2 separate regions of the Drosophila melanogaster genome follow, and region 2 is linked to region 1. Evidence: chromatin contacts called from public targeted proximity ligation data. All regions are on one chromosome and are shown on one strand. The core of a region is the stretch at or near the end of the contact, and the rest is flanking DNA. Distances in the headings are between cores, read along the strand shown.

Region 1 (2,924 bases), core at 329-2,828:
TAAATAAGAATAAGTTAAATGTTATAGATTTTAAACGCATATGCGTGGATCGAATGGGATGTCCCCGCCACCGCAAACCAAGAATAGACGCTAAAATACAATACATAAATATTTAAACGTGGATTATCGTAGCAACAGATATACGTAAAAGGAAGACGATTCGGTGAGGTCTTGCATACAGTACTGCATCCGACCACTTACCTACTACTTACTTACCAGTGCATTCGTAGTAAATAGTTAAATAATCGCTACTTACTTGTACATTTGCTAGTGGCTTTTACTTTAAACTCTCTGACCCTCGGCCGAGCAGGCCTATCCATAAGAGACTACTACTTTTCCTATATACCTACTTCATCCGATCAGATCAGACCTACAGATACTTTGCGGTTACATTTTCTACTTGTAATTTCCCCTCCCCGCGATCGAAGATTGGACCCGCAGGCTCCGTTCATACTTAATCGATGTAACTCTAATTTAATGCCATTCTATGTTAGCTCCGTAAGTTGTAAATTATCAATATAAACTACACGTAAAAAGAACAAACACAAAACAAACAGCAACCAGTGAGAATGTGGAAAATGAAACAAATAAATTAAACAAAACGATTTAAATAATTTAAAAGATGCCTTTGGATTATTAATGTGAAATAGTTGGTTTCGGAATTGTAGGTAATTCGAAAGGATAGTTTTGCGGTACTCTTAAAATAGCAGTCCTTCGTTCTACATTTTTAATAGCAATATTCTCCATTTGGCGCCATACTTTCTTGGCTTAGGAAGTATCTTGTTCCAAGAAAGCCAATAAAACGTTAAGTTTTTCTTGCCGTGCTATCCAGGAATAAAATTTTCAGTGGAAATTCAAACCATACAAATGTAAAGGTATATTTTACACACGTGTAATGTAGACTTCGTAGTTTCTACATCTTACGCTATGCGTAGAACGGATGGAAATGAATATCGATCTGAAAAAGATTACGGGGAAGCCAATCCTTATTTCGAAGATCTGGCAGCACTAGCGTCAAAAAATTTAATTTCCAAAAAAATTGAGAATTTAAAAAAAACGTAAAATTTTTTTTTGGTGTTTATAAGATTGTCATTTTTATTTAAGCGTTTTTATTAATTGAATAAATTTTTACGACTGACTTTTTATGTAAAAAATGATATCGGTACATTTCGAAAACTACTTCTTTAAAAATAAAAGAAATTGATTTTTCAATTAATTTCCTTAAATTCTTTCAAAAGAATTTAGCTAAACGCCCACTTTTAGCGCGGACTCAAACCATTGAGAGAAAAGTCTCCAAAATGAATTTGGTAAAAGTTTAATACACGAGAGAATGCTATAGTCGACTTCCCCGACAATCAGATACCCAATACTCAACTAGTGGAAGTGCGAACACGAAATTTCATATTTTATTTTTCTGCGATATCGATAGATATTGATGAATGAAATGAGATATAAATACTACACTCACTCGACTTATATTATGAACTGCAGCTCTAAGCACTCCAATCGATACTGATGAGGTGCTCTTAAAACGTGTTTTCAGATTGGTATGAGATTCGGCTTGAACACATTGGAGCTCAGTTCGCTTTGTAAGCTCGGTCGGAGTCGTTCTTAGCTCGGCGGCAAGTGCTTTCCAGACGACTTTAATCAGCACGCACTTGTTTTAGGCATACCTATGTGATTGCCTTGTGCACCTGGATCGAGTGCATAACAGTGCATCAGAAATAAGGATTATGCAACTAATATCGTTTTTATCAAATCCATTGTTCTTCTGCGCGCTTTTATTGAAATTCAGAACAAGTGAGTAAAGTTCAAAATGATAATACAAATGGAACGAAAATAAACACTTTCTGTACATATGTACATATGTAAATGCGTTGTTCTCGAAGAGAGATTCTCAGAACACGATTTGAGCCGGTTCATCTTGAAATCGCGATCTGTTTATCTCTGTCGATTTTCAGTTTGTTTATTACACTCCAGGGTGCTGACTAAGTGTGAAGGGAGAGAGAATGTTTACGGAAATAAATAATAAAAAACGCGGTAATTTAGTTAAGCTGCGGTAGTTTTAACAGGCAGCTTAACCCACTCAAATGCTAAGAAAAATAGCTATACAACATTACACAATCGCAATAATCAAATGAGGAAAAAAATAAAATAAAATAAAGAATATTAAAAGCGCAATAGGGATTATCAATTTTTCTGCCGATTTGCATAAATTGTAAATGTAGGGAGAAAAGTTACTAAGTTACTTAACGTAAGTTTTCATTAAACTTAAATTTAAAGTGTAGTTTATATATTAAGTATATATGAGTAACAAATCTCTTACTCTTAAAAAATTTAAGAACCAAAAGTAAAAGTGCTCTAAATGAATGAAACTTGATTCCAATATATGTGGTTTCGCAATCAGAACAATTAAGTAAAGGAACACGCGATTGTCCTTATAATATAATAATCGAAAGGATCATTTTTGAAGTATTTGCGGCATGTGACAGCTCACAGTTTGAGTGCGACAACGGCAGCTGCATTTCGCAGTACGATGTCTGCAATGGCGAGAAGAACTGCCCGGATGGATCCGATGAGACGGCGTTGACCTGTGTCTCCCAGCGGCAGCACTGCACCAAGCCCTATTTCCAGTGCACCTATGGAGCATGTGTGATCGGGACAGCTGGGTGCAATGGAGTCAATGAGTGCGCAGATGGTTCCGATGAGACCAGGTTGAGATGCGGCAACGAGGACGATATACGGCAGCACGACCGACGGCTTCAAGGCAATTGCAAGTGAGTACTGAAATGTAGAATGTAGATAACAGGATGAGGACTAGGAATGGATACATTAATTGCTTCTCTTCCCCTTTAGGGAAAATGAGTTCAAATGCCCATCCGGAATTTGCCTGGACAAGAGCAACTTTCTGTGCGACGGCAAGG
Region 2 (2,792 bases), core at 242-2,741, 140 kb before region 1:
CTTTTAAACAATTGATATGCTGATTAAATAAGTAATAAATTAAATAGCCCAATTACGAAGCTTATAAACGCTCTTCATACCTTCGAAACAAATCTCCAAATTGAATTTTATCAGTGTTTATTTTCACTGCATTGTATTTATTTGATATGTAGATTACCTTTAAAAATGATACAATGAAAAGCACTAAACGGGACAGATATGGCGGCAGATATTGCCCAGTTTCTATGAGCCGATGAAGTCGATATCAGAGGTATGCATATGCATAGTGGTCGGATAGCTCTTTCACCCGAATCAATAGAAGGTTGATTTCAGTTTAGAGATAGAGTCACACCAAATTCCACGCATAGGTGGGATCTGCTCGGATTACTGGGCTCTCTCATCGGAGTAACTTGCAATTCGAGCCGAGAATCTCCCGCATTTTGTTCTGAAGTCGGCCATCATGTGCATATTTTTATGTATCCAAGTCGGGGCCTCTCTACCTGTGCGTTTGATCCCAAAGATGCAATTTATCTTATTTGTAGCCCCTTTATGGGCCATCTTGCTTTTGGCCATTGTCTCGTCTGCTGGGGTCTTTTGTATTCCGTTTCCTCCGTCCCTCCCCATTGATTCCACTATTTCTGACTGTGCGCCTCCGCGCGAGTTCGGTTTCGGTTTTAATTTAAAACGAAATGGAGATTCCGAAGATATGAGACCGCACCGTAGACTCAGACCACATGCTTACACTGGAAAAAGTTAATATTATCCAGATCTATAGCAAATTCAATGCTTTTAAATTTAAAAACGGAGTCGAATGTCAATGTTAGGTACCAAATATATATGATATATTGAAAAACAAAATGAATTTATTTTTACAGCCATGTAATGTTAGTGGTTTAGATATATTTTTTGTTAAATCGCTTTCATAAGCGGCTTTACTATTAATTATAAAGGTTTATCATTATTAATGTATAGATGGTGTATAGAAAGTGACAGAAATCACTTTCGGTCTCCCAGTTTTTCCAGGTGCACTGCGCCTAAGCCTGCCCAATTCCCGAGTCCCGGTCCCCATCCGTTTACCCCTCCCCAATCGTGGGTCTCCGCCTCTGACTATGCGCGCTTCACTCGAAATGGAACGAATGACTTTGTCTGTGATAATTTATGGCCACAAGCCGAAAACTTGCACCACAAACTGAGACCCAGACTCAACTTTGTGTCACTGCTGTCTCAGAAACCCTGCTCTTTTCAGTTCGTCTCCTGGCCGTCCTTTATACATATACATATATATATATATATATATAAACAGAGGTATGGAAGTGTGTTGCCACAAAAGTTTTTGCGTTGCGGTTTCGGATTACAGTTCTTAACCCTTTCACAGAGGAAGGCACCGCGCTGGTATGGCTCATTTTCGAAATTCTGGGGAAAAGTTTTCCTGCGCTCGGCGCTCGAATTAATTAAAATTTTAAATCGCGTCTGTAACTGTTCCTGACGCGTCCGTGTTTCTCTTGTTTCTGTGAGGCTGTATTCAATTCGGATTAAATTTAATTCAATTCCATATGCAAATGTCGCGCATGTTAGCTTGATTATGTGTTAATCTCATTGGGCCTCAAAGCCCCTGCCCCTGCCCCTCAATTTCGATACGATTCCGATTCTCTGCATCGTTTTTATGGACCGCAAGATGTCGTAGGCACAAATTTATCGCTGCCATTAATTGTAACATAAATTTATTTTATTTTAACATTTCGCATTGGCGTTGTCGTTGTCGTCGTCTTTATCGAAGGCGCATTATACTTATAAGTCGGCATTTAGCCAGACTCGGACCGAAACAGAAACACAGACTCGAACTGCAAGGCCTGGTTCGAATTGTAAACTTGTTTCCGAGCCGACAACACCGAAAACCGTTGGCGGCTTTTATTTCAGCCAAACCGCCAATTGAATCATTTTTATGGAGCTCATTTAAAGCACTGAAATACTCGCTCCACATCCCAGCTGTCGTCTCGATTGGCCGTTGTAACTTAGCATCCGACAGATACAAGTGGAGGGAGCGGAGCGGTCGAGTTTGGTAACAGAATCATTCGAAGAAAGCAAAATGCCGTAGGAGCCATTAGCCCTATCTGCCCAGATAAGCCAAACTTGTTTGCATCTCAGCGGGCTTTGTCTTTCAACTTGTGATTCCGCACATGAAATGCTTTATATTTGTATGCGGGAATAACTTATTTTAACAATCCGTCAATCAAAACTTTGCCCCAGATTTGTAATGAAACTGTTCCATTAATAAAGTCTATTAAAATTGCATACATTAATGTTGAAATTCTATTTATTATTAACTACCTTGTTTAAATATTTTTTAGTGAAAGCACTTGATGAAACACATTAACTACAAAGGACACATTTTAAACTTGATACCAATATCGTTGAATAATCAAAAAGTTGTATTACTTATTTGCTTACCTCACATATTTAGTTGTACTTTGCCTTTATCGATGGGATCGCTTTATCCATATCTAAAGGCGAAATATAAATATTCATAACGCGATAGAACCAGTTCCAGATGAAACAAGACATTGTATACATGGGTACTGAATGGGAAATAAACAATTTAAACTGACATAACTTATTGAGGTACAAATTAAGTCGCAAAATTGAGCGAATACAGTTCGCGCATTTTCAAGATACAATCAGCAAAGCAATTCAAATGATTTTATTTCGCAACTCCATATGGGTTTTATTTATATTTTATGCATACCGAGGTTATAATCGGACACATAAAGTGCACGTTTTGATGAGCTGATACATAATTCGGAAATATTAAAGGA

Evidence for each region.
Region 2: a targeted proximity ligation map of the Kc167 cell line shows a contact between it and region 1, with 9 times the contacts expected there. A contact is called at or near these places in 23 of 107 Hi-C or Micro-C datasets (the D17-c3 cell line, the Kc167 cell line, the ML-DmBG3-c2 cell line and 7 more) and 3 of 7 datasets of targeted methods (all in the Kc167 cell line).

Annotation. Positions count from the first base shown.
Region 1 is chr3R:16,654,316-16,657,239 of dm6, reverse strand. It overlaps modSP (modular serine protease), which reads left to right and starts at 1,578. Exons shown (of 6, transcript NM_080515.3): 1 at 1,578-1,800; 2 at 2,474-2,777; 3 at 2,857-2,924. The coding sequence starts at 1,734. It overlaps Ubx (Ultrabithorax), which reads left to right. Exons shown (of 2, transcript NM_206497.3): 2 at 1-617.
Region 2 is chr3R:16,799,299-16,802,090 of dm6, reverse strand. lncRNA:CR45750 (long non-coding RNA:CR45750) reads right to left here and starts at 1,491. Exons shown (of 1, transcript NR_125187.1): 1 at 888-1,491. It overlaps lncRNA:TS16 (long noncoding RNA: testis-specific 16), which reads right to left and starts at 792. Exons shown (of 1, transcript NR_125188.1): 1 at 214-792.